Regions from separate parts of the Mus musculus genome. Here region 2 is linked to region 1. The links are chromatin contacts, called in public promoter capture Hi-C maps. All regions are on one chromosome and are shown on one strand. The core of a region is the stretch at or near the end of the contact, and the rest is flanking DNA. Distances in the headings are between cores, read along the strand shown.

Region 1 (4,862 bases), core at 2,023-4,522:
GTCTACCTGACCCTGAGCGCGCACACTCCGTCCATCCGACAGGCCAGCTCCACCTAGCTGACCTAATGCATGCACTTTCTTCCCCAGGGTTGACTTCATGTCTCACCAGCACAGGCAGTTTTGTGAACTCGGGCCTCCATGGATCCTCACCTGCTAATCTCACTCCGGACTGACATAGCCAAAATAAATAAATAAATAAATAAAAAATCCAACCTCATGCCAGGCAAAGGTTCCACAAGCCTTACCCAAGAAACTGACCTCCACGTTCCCGTACCTGGCCACACTTCAACTTTACCAGGTGAAGTTTCACACACTGGGCGTGACCATACCTGGAACCCAGAGACGCCCACTCACTCCACACCTCAAGCCCCTAGCTCTCTCAGACATTTGCTCCACTCACCTTCATTCCCTCGCACAGACCAACTCTTTGTCTCTGAGGCCTCACCTGACAGACTGATTCTGTCTTCTTTGCTCGGCCAGACTGATCTGAGAGAGGCCTCTCACATCGACCAATCTCTCTACTGGCTGCACAGACGCGGTTACCTGACAAACTCTCACTGTACTTAGCCAAGTCCGGCAGACTTAGGGTTCGAGGCTGGGTCTGACCTCTTCTGTGCCTTCCCTAGGAGGCCAGCTGTACTGTACACACCTGTAAGGACCTGGCTTCATTGCTTTCTGGACAGGTGCCGCTCTCCATCCCTTGACTCCCACCAGGTTTGAGACCCCCCCAAGTCAATTACCTGTGCGCTACCAGAACTGTTCAGGACTCACCTGACCACTCGCTTTTGGCCCGATTTCAATCATGGCACTTCAGTCCCTATCTGTGAGACTCCGCTCCAGTTCTCCCCCCCCCCCGCCCCCCTCGCATTTCCTGTGATGCTGGGGGCTGACCAAGCCAGGGAGCTCCATCTCCCACCCCTGCACCTTCTGCGTGCTATGTTCTACTTACAGGAGCCTAACCTGGCTCCTCTGGTTTCAGGGAAGACCCAGCCACTCACTTTTGTCTGATCCCGGCTCCTGAGACCTCAGCCATGACACATCAGGGCAGACTCTACCACATGCCTGAACAAATGCTACTTGCCAAATTTCAGTTTCCTGCTTCCGGAGTGTGACTCAGGCCTTAGCTATCATCATATTCTCTCTGAAGACCATGGTCTCCCGACCTTTATGTTTCATGAACCTCTCGAACTGCACCCTAATGACATAGTTCCCCAAGTGACCCTGCCTGTGTTCGACCTATCCACCTGCCCCAGGCCTCGCCTTTTAATAACCTGTCTACTCTTGCCCTCCTCACAACCCCACCCTTGAAACACCTGATGACAGAGAACAGCCTGTGACACCTTGGAAGATCTGGCAAGGCCGTTGAGGCCTGGGGTCACCTCATCTGAACAATCAGCTCACTCCTAGCCTGTCCTCCCTCTGCAGAAGCTACCAGAGACCATAGCATGGGCATATTTGAGACCACTCAGCCTCTTCCTACGTGGCCAGGCCATGCATCTCCACACACCCTTCGGATCTCAACTGCTAGAACTATTCATTTTGTTGTTGTTTAAAAATAAGATCTTGCTACATAGCTCTGGCTGGCCCAGAACCCACTAGATAGCCCAGGGTAGCCTTGAACTTGTGATCCGAAGGTCTCAAGCACCTGAGATTACAGAGATACATATCTAGCTAATGTCATAGCTGGACTCTCCTGATCCCACCAGTACCTATTCTCACTCTTTTTCAGACCCAATTCTAGCTCCTGTGACTTCTGCCATGACCCCCATCCCCACACACACACACCTCAGAGACTCCATCATCGGAGGAAATAAAACTTGTGAATGTCAGTCTCATTCTGGCCCTGAGAGACTCTAAGCTCAGAAGCACACCTGTGCTGGGTCCACAAGCCAGACACACCAGGCCATGTCAAGTTAGACCGCAGCGCACACACAGACCTTACTGGACTGGCCTGGAGGACTGGCCCTTCAGGCTGTGCTGCACTCCTCTGCCTGCCATCTGTCTCACCCGAGAGACTAACTGCAGAAGCCCAGGCCTGCTCCTGAGCTCCATGCATCATCACCCTCATTCCAGCGGCGCCCACCCACACCCCTTCTCAGGCTGTTCCGTGTAGCCTGACCCCCGAGGTCTCCACTAACAGCCCTGCCAGCCCTGCCCTCCTTTTCTCTGCACCTAAACATCACTCTTTGACCCTGCCTGCAAGACACAAGTTTCCGTCACATCGCATCAGTTTTCTGTACACTGGGCAGTTACCATGGACGTCCCATTCTGTTGGGCTCCTAGGCTAGCAGCGGGTACCTGTTCCTCCCCTACCACCATGTGCTCAGATGCCAACGCCTAGGGAGGAAGGGGAAAGGCCCCTCCTGCTTTACCAGGCAGGGAACATTTGTCAGAAACCGCAGTTTCCCAACAGGGGTTCCTCATCTAAGCCACAGGATGTGTGCCAAGGACGGCCGCAACTGGTACATCTGCAAGGAAGTTAACTGAGACACAGCAGATGGCACAGAACAGTGGGGCAGCATTCTCTCCCACAGATTAGATCCACTGTGGCGGTGCATGCCTGTAACCTAAGCACTTGGGAGGCCAAGGCCAGAGGATCACAAGTTCAAGACCAGCCTGAGCTACCTTGTGAGCTATCCGTTAGCTTGGGCTACACAGAGACCCTTTGCCTCAAAACTCCTTTAAAAGGGGGCGGGGAGCAGCTCAGTGGTAGAGTGCTTCTTTAGTGTGTGCAGATCCTAGGCACTTAAAGAAAACTATTATTTATCAATCTAATTTAAAGAAAGGGTTTTTCTTTTTTTTTTAGAACTTTCAAAGCAAGGTTACCCATTGGTTGATGATGCCAACAGGAAAAGAGCCTCCAGTCCAAAGGCTGGTGGGAAAATGCCCCACCTTCTCGGGTGTACCCCAGATGTGTCAGAGAGCATGCCTCTGCCCAGCCACAGCCACTACACTCTCAGGACACTCGCCACACTCACACAGTAGCCCTACACTCTAAATCCTCACAGCCCTTCCTCACAGGTCTGCAGGGCTCAGGCCAGTGGCAAGGCGGGTTCCTGTCTCAACTCCCCCAGGAATGTCGTCTACAGCGTGACCTGCATGCAGATCTACCATCTGAAGTGGGGCTTGCTGTGCAAGCTGCCTAGCCTCCAGGTCTACTGCCTCCTCCCTGCCCCACTCCAGCTGTTCCTGCAGCCTACCAGGCCCAGGACCTGCCTTACCCTGCCCTTTGGCCTTTATAGATCGTAGCTGCAGCCCGGAGAAAGGTCAAGACTGAGAATAACTCACCTCGGCTAATCGAGAGGGCAGTGGTGGCTCTGGTTACCTCACAGAGGGCGCAGCTGGAAGGCTCCCAAGGGAGTATTGCTTCTCCTCGTAAACTAGGAACTTGCCCACAGACCAAGCCTCCCTAAGGGCCTCTCTGCCTTTCCCAAAGGGAGACGGACATGCATGCAGCAAGCACTCAATAAATGCTGACCTGACCTGTTGGCTCAGCGGCCAAGACTCGGCAAAGGACACACCAAGCACACAGCACAAGGTGCCCGTACTTACATCCCAGAACTCGAACATGTTTTGAGGGTCAATTCCAAACTCTTTCACTTTGGCCTGGAATAGACAAAGGAAGAGAGATGAGGGGCTATCTGTTAGAGAGACAGGAAGAGGGGCTGCAAGGTGGGAGGAATGACAAGCTCCAGGGACCTTTCACCTTCCTTCCAACCCCAGGGAGCAGGCTGAGCCAAGGGTAACACCCAAGCCAGCTCACTCAGAACTGCCCACCAAGCCAGCTCCCCTCCGACACACCAGGGGTCCTGAGCCTACAGAAACTCCTCCTGGTGTGTAAGAACCAGAGATGTAGACCAACCCCCATACCCTGACCTCAACATCTGGCACTCAAACCCAGAGGCCATTCCCCGGGCCAGGCAACCAAGCCTGGACCACTGCCTAGCCTCCCTTCTGAAGATGAGGCCACCTGAGAGATCCCTAAGGAGACAGCCTTGTTCTCAGGGTCTAGGCTGTGGGCAGGCTAAGCTAGACACCCCATACCTATCCTCACTGGAGATGTCCACTGAGAACATGAGCTCTGCTGACACAAGGCAGAAAAGGCACAGATTAGCAGCCTAAGACATCTGACACGACCCCACCCTTTTGGAGGTTGAAGTGGGAAGAAGGGGAGGCAAAGGGTGGTCGGGAGGACCGAGGTGCGTTCATCGTTCCCAGCTATGTGTTGCACTGCACTGCCACACGGCTGTGTTCCAGTCCACAGGGGCTGTGCTTCCAAGAGCAGCCCTCACTCTGACTCGCTGAGCATCCTCGCTGAGTGTCACCCACCTCACACAGGCTCAAGGCCCGGCCAACTGTGAGATGGCTGACATGATGGGCTCTAATCTCATTATCCTGACCTCGCACAGTCCTTCTAGAGGAAATCTGGGAGTGTGGAGGGATGACACAGCAGGAAAGAGCATTCATTCCCTGCCCTTGCACTAGACCTGAGTTGAGCTCCTTGCACAGACACCAGGCAGCTCATAACCAACTGTAACTCCAGTTCCAGGGGATCCCATGCCCTCTTCTGGCCTCTGAGGGCATCCGTACTCATGCACACCCATACCTACCCACCCAACCCCATAAAATTAAAATAAATAATTATAAGAAAAAAGTCGCAGGGCAGTGATAGCACATGCCTTTAATCCCAGCACTTGGGAGGCAGAGGCAGGTGGCTTTCTGAGTTTGAGGCCAGCCTGGTCTACAGAGTGAGTTCCAGGATAGCCAGGTCTACACAGAGAAACCCTATCTCGAAAAACAACAACAACAACAACAAAAGGAAAGAAAAAAGTTGTGACAGGCTATGTAGCAAATGTCTTAAT
Region 2 (4,714 bases), core at 64-2,563, 160 kb after region 1:
GTAGTAAGCATTAAAAGCATATCCTTTGCCCACCCCCCCTTTAAAGAAAATCTCACTAGCAGACCCAAAAAGGTAGATGGAGGCTAGGGCACAGGTATGCTAATAAACGGATACAGAAGGCTTTAGCTGAGCAGCACACGCTCTTCAGCTGTTTATGGCCAAGTAATATGCCAGTAGGCAGAAAGCATGGTACATGTCCTCCCCCGCAAAGAAATAAAAGTAAAAAGGTTTAGACTTTGACCTTTAAAAAAAGATCTGCTTCATTTGAATTATGTGTATTTGCATGTGTTTATGGATAAGTATGTGCATATGAGTACAAATGCCCAAGGAGAAGAGCAGGGGGCATCAGTTGCCTTGGAGATGAAGTTACAGGTGGTTGTAAACTACCTGATATGGAGTGCAAACACCAGACTTGGGTCCTATGCAGAAGCTGTACTTGCTTTTAACCACTGGGCTGGCTATCTTTCCAGTTCTCACTTCAATCCTTTTTATATGAAAGGATGAAGAATGGAAAACAGAATCTATCTTCATCACCACCACAATGAATAATATCCCAAGTCTCGAAGCTGCCATTATCTTGCTTTTACAGTGGGTAAGTATAAGGCCCTTCTATAAAGTCAGAGAGCTCAATTAGGCCTCCCTTTAACCTGTATTCAGAAGAATCCAGGGTGAATTACAGAAACAAACAAACAAACAAACAAACCCCAACAAATCAATAACAATGAAACTCCAAACTTCTTTCCTTGTTTATAAAGGAAACACATACTGAAGGTGTGTGAGAGAGGAAAAAAGAAAGAACGGGACAGATAACTGGACTGTTACAGATAAAAAGTTCTAGAATAACAACACAGAAATATAAAAACCCAAAACACTTGAGGTTTTACATTTTAGCAATAATGCCCCTGGGTGTGTTTGTTACAAGGTAAAACTTTGAGGTTGGATATAATGGTTACCCAGGCACTCTGGAAGCTGAGGCAAGATTCAAAATTTGAGGTCTGTGGAGGTTACACAGTGAGACCATGCCCCCAAAAGCACCCCCCCCATTGTCATTCTGTCTTCTAAATACATACTCATCAAGATTTTAACCATGCTTTTGCCAAATAGGCAAAACTTTTCAGAAAGATTATCTTTCATGTGATCAATAAATAGTTAATATGCTATGTACAAAGACACTGATGTCTTGTAGGAAAAGAGAAAGAAAAGGCTTCATAAGCCCAAAGCTAGTTTTAAGCCTGCATTTCCTCTTCTCCAACATCTTAAAACAGTGCAACTGATCTCACCAGCATAGCTTCCCACTTCAGACTATCAGCTTTTACAAAATGCTGTATGAACTTCCTAAATTAGACCCTGATAAGTCATTGGTGAATACTTTTTAAGGCTCCCTATAGCATACCAGGAAAAACATTAACCTGCCATTCAAATGATAAATGAAGCAGACCTGGACATGGAAGCCAAGAACTATGGGTAAACTAGAACTCAATCCTTATACAGCTGTAGACTCCCCTTATGTATGAGGACACATTAGAATTAACAGAGCTTGAAAATATGTCAGAAGAAACCCAGGAAAGCCAGGGGTTTACAATAACTCAACAGAGAGCAGATTAACAGTGAGCACTAACTAGTAGGGGTTTGAACCTTTCCTTCCCCAATTTTAACTTAACTACTCTACACAAAGACTACTGGAAGTGGCTATTCCTCTCATACAGAATGACAAAAATGAGGATTAAAGGAAATCACATGAAGATCAAAGAGCAGCTTTGACTGTGCAACATCTGAATTGAGATTCCAAGATGATTCAGGGGTAAAGGGGTGAACTCCCTGGGGCAGAGATACACATGTTACGAAATGAAAAAGAGGGATAAGCAACAAAAGAGTAAAGATCACAGTAAGACTAGTTTCCCCGAGTGATGTGACTTGAGGGTTTATGCGATTTAGCATAGCACATAGTGGGCTAGGTAAGAGGTGACAGGGTCTTGGATACTGTAGAGATGCAGTCGATCAAAAGGCATCTCAATATGGCTGAATATGAAATGTAGTGACTGCCAGATGATGAGCTTTAGGGAAGTGATTGGATCTTAAGGGCTCTGACATAAACAATGGATGAATCCCTCCATGGAGTCACAATATGACAACACAATTGGGAAATCTGAAAAGCAAGTAGGATCTTGTCAGAGGAGAGATCCCTAAGAATATGCCCTGTGAAGAACTATTTTGTTCCTTGCTTCTTCTCTATCTGCTTCCTGTCTACCACGTGATTGATCCTGGTGCTAAGGCATTTGTACTAAAGAGGCCTCAAACAAAGGGGCAAGCTGACCAGACTGAGACCTCTAAATCATCTTCTTTTAAATAAAACAGTTTTGCCAACATCTAACTTTTAAGGAGAAGGGACAAAATTTTAGGTGCTGTTTTATTAAAGGCAGGAAGGCCAACTCTCTTAAAAAGCTTCAGTATGCTGTCTCCTAGCTTCAAGTACTTACAAAGCTATACTAGCACTTTCACTCTAATCCCAGCACTCAGCGAAGACAAGATAGATTTCTCTGAGTTCAAGGACAGAATGGATTATGCAGCAAGTACCCAGGCAGCCAGAACTACACAGACAAAAATTATTTAAAACTAAGTATCTATAAAGTAGAGAACTACAATAAAAATCAACAACCAAAAAAGAAGCAAACATTTTCCTGGTCTACATTTTCCTTGGATCAACATGGAGGTGTAGTACAAAATACACTGTTGAAAGTCCCAACAGCTCAAATAGGAAGTTGCACGAAAGCTCACCAAGAATATGATTATTATTATTTTTTTTTTGAGACAGTATCCACCACTGGCTGGACTTCAGCTTGTGGTGATCCTTCAGGCTCTGCTTCTCCAGTGCTGGAGAGACAGAGAAGACTACCAAGCACACCTAAATAAGATGTTCTCGACACATAAATGAAAATCAGAATGGTACCAAATTTATTTGAAAAAGTAAATGCTAGGGGGAAAAAAAAAAAGGAACAATGTTTAAAAGTATATGGGAAGAGGGGCACCTAGAGAGATAGCTTGGTGGTACAATGCTTGCCTAACTTGTGTGAGGTCCTAATCTATTCCCAGCACCGGGGGAGGGGGTGGAACAAAGAGACAAGAGAGTTAAGGCAAGCTACTACATATGTAGGAATAGTAATAAGACATAAGCAGACAGGTACCTCAAGAGTTCACAAAAAATTTCTCTCCTTTTTTGAAAAAAATTCTGTTAAACAAATTCTTAGGCATAGAGAAGACAGACAGGTTTTACTCCTCTGTGGCTCATAAAACTACAAAAATCTTTCAACTTTCTTCCTGAATGTTATACATGACAAGATTCATTTATAACTTCAGGGGAGCAAAGACCCCGTGAAATCCACTCAATAACTCCATGTTAAGAATCCATTAGATAGGGCTGGAAAGATAGCTCAGTGGTTAAGAGCACTTATTGCTAGTAGGTTCCTAGCACATGGTGACTCGTGACCATTTATATCTACAGTTCTAGAGGACTCAATAATACTTTTCTGACTTTAGCACCAGGCACATTTGTGATGTACATACATACATGCAGGTAAAACTGGAGTAAGTTGGGGGCTCCAGTGTAATTATTTGAATCATAGCTTTCTAAAATACAGTTCTGAATTAGAAAACCAATCAGTATAATTTACAGATTAAAAGCAAAGGAACTGTAGCTCCGCAGTAGTGGTAGAGCTCAAGGAGAGTGGACAAGACTAGCCAGACACAAAGAAATTTTAGGTTGATGGAACTGTTGCAAGACCAGATTCCAGTTCTGCTTCCTATTTTACCAAGGTGGGAGGAGTCACAGCTATACACCCCTGCCACCAACAAGATGCGTGCCACTTCACCTTAAGCCAATAAATCCTTCTTAAAAAAAGAAAAAGCAAAGAAAAAAGTGGCGATTACTGCTTTCTATACTTAAAAAGAACTTTATGGCATAGAAATTATATACAATAATTTTGTTTAAAAAGAAAAAAATTATAGCTGCTGAATAGCATTTAATATAACTTCATTATTGGATATGGTAGTTAATACCTATAAACCCAGCAATCAGGAAGAAGCTGATTAAGGCAGGTTCAAAACCAGCCTCGTCTGCAGAGCTCCCAAGCAGCCAGGGCTATATTATGAGACCCTTACTTCAAAACATAAAACATGACAAAAAGGACACATCCATTAATTCCTACTAACCTTGCTGGTCTGAGCAATGTCTGAACAAACTGGGCTAACTGTACTGGCTAGTTTTGTGTGTCAACTTGACACAGGCTGGAGTTATCACAAAGAAAGGAGCTTCAGTTGGGGAAATGCCTCCATGAGATCCAGCTGTAAGGCATTTTCTCAATTAGTGATCAAATGGGGAGGTCCCCTTGTGGGTGGTGCCATCTCTGGGCTGGTAGTCTTGGTTCTATAAGAGAGCAGGCTGAGCAAGCCAGGGGAAGCAAGCCAGTAAAGAACATCCCTCCATGACCTCTGCATCAGCTCCTGCTTTCTGACCTGCTTGAGTTCCAGTCCTGACTTCCTTGGTGATGAACAGCAGCATGGAAGTGTAAACTGAATAAACCCTTTCCTCCCCAACTTGCTTCTTGGTCATGATATTTGTGCAGGAATAGAAACCCGATTAAGACACTAAACATATCAATGGGGTACCATGTACTGTTTTGTTACATGGATCCTAATTGAGAAATGTTTAAGTTAGATT

What was found. Capture Hi-C pulls out chosen DNA fragments and counts their contacts.
Region 2: a contact with region 1 is called in a promoter capture Hi-C map of liver. The contact joins two enhancer-like sites. A contact is called at or near these places in 12 of 39 promoter capture datasets (the C10 cell line, the HPC-7 cell line, cranial neural crest and 8 more), 2 of 484 Hi-C or Micro-C datasets (CD8 T cells and the G1E-ER4 cell line), 13 of 115 datasets of contacts at active chromatin or transcription factors (the 230-238 cell line, CD8 T cells, the SCID.adh cell line and 7 more) and 3 of 9 other capture datasets (adipose tissue, liver and pancreatic islet).

What each region holds. Positions count from the first base shown.
Region 1 is chr7:34,212,404-34,217,265 of GRCm38.p6, forward strand. Gpi1 (glucose-6-phosphate isomerase 1) reads right to left here. Exons shown (of 18, transcript NM_008155.4): 9 at 3,553-3,606. Among named protein-coding and RNA genes, the nearest start is that of Gpi1, 16 kb to the right of the region's middle. Within about 2 kb of position 3,273, at least 48 of the 459 cell types and tissues checked have an H3K27ac peak or open chromatin away from gene starts, as enhancers often do. A contact at or near this core is called in bone marrow-derived macrophages and liver, where this site is marked.
Region 2 is chr7:34,376,723-34,381,436 of GRCm38.p6, forward strand. All of the region lies in intron 1 of Lsm14a (LSM14A mRNA processing body assembly factor), which reads right to left. Among named protein-coding and RNA genes, the nearest start is that of Gm12764, 9.5 kb to the right of the region's middle. Within about 2 kb of position 1,314, at least 14 of the 459 cell types and tissues checked have an H3K27ac peak or open chromatin away from gene starts, as enhancers often do. A contact at or near this core is called in bone marrow-derived macrophages and liver, where this site is marked.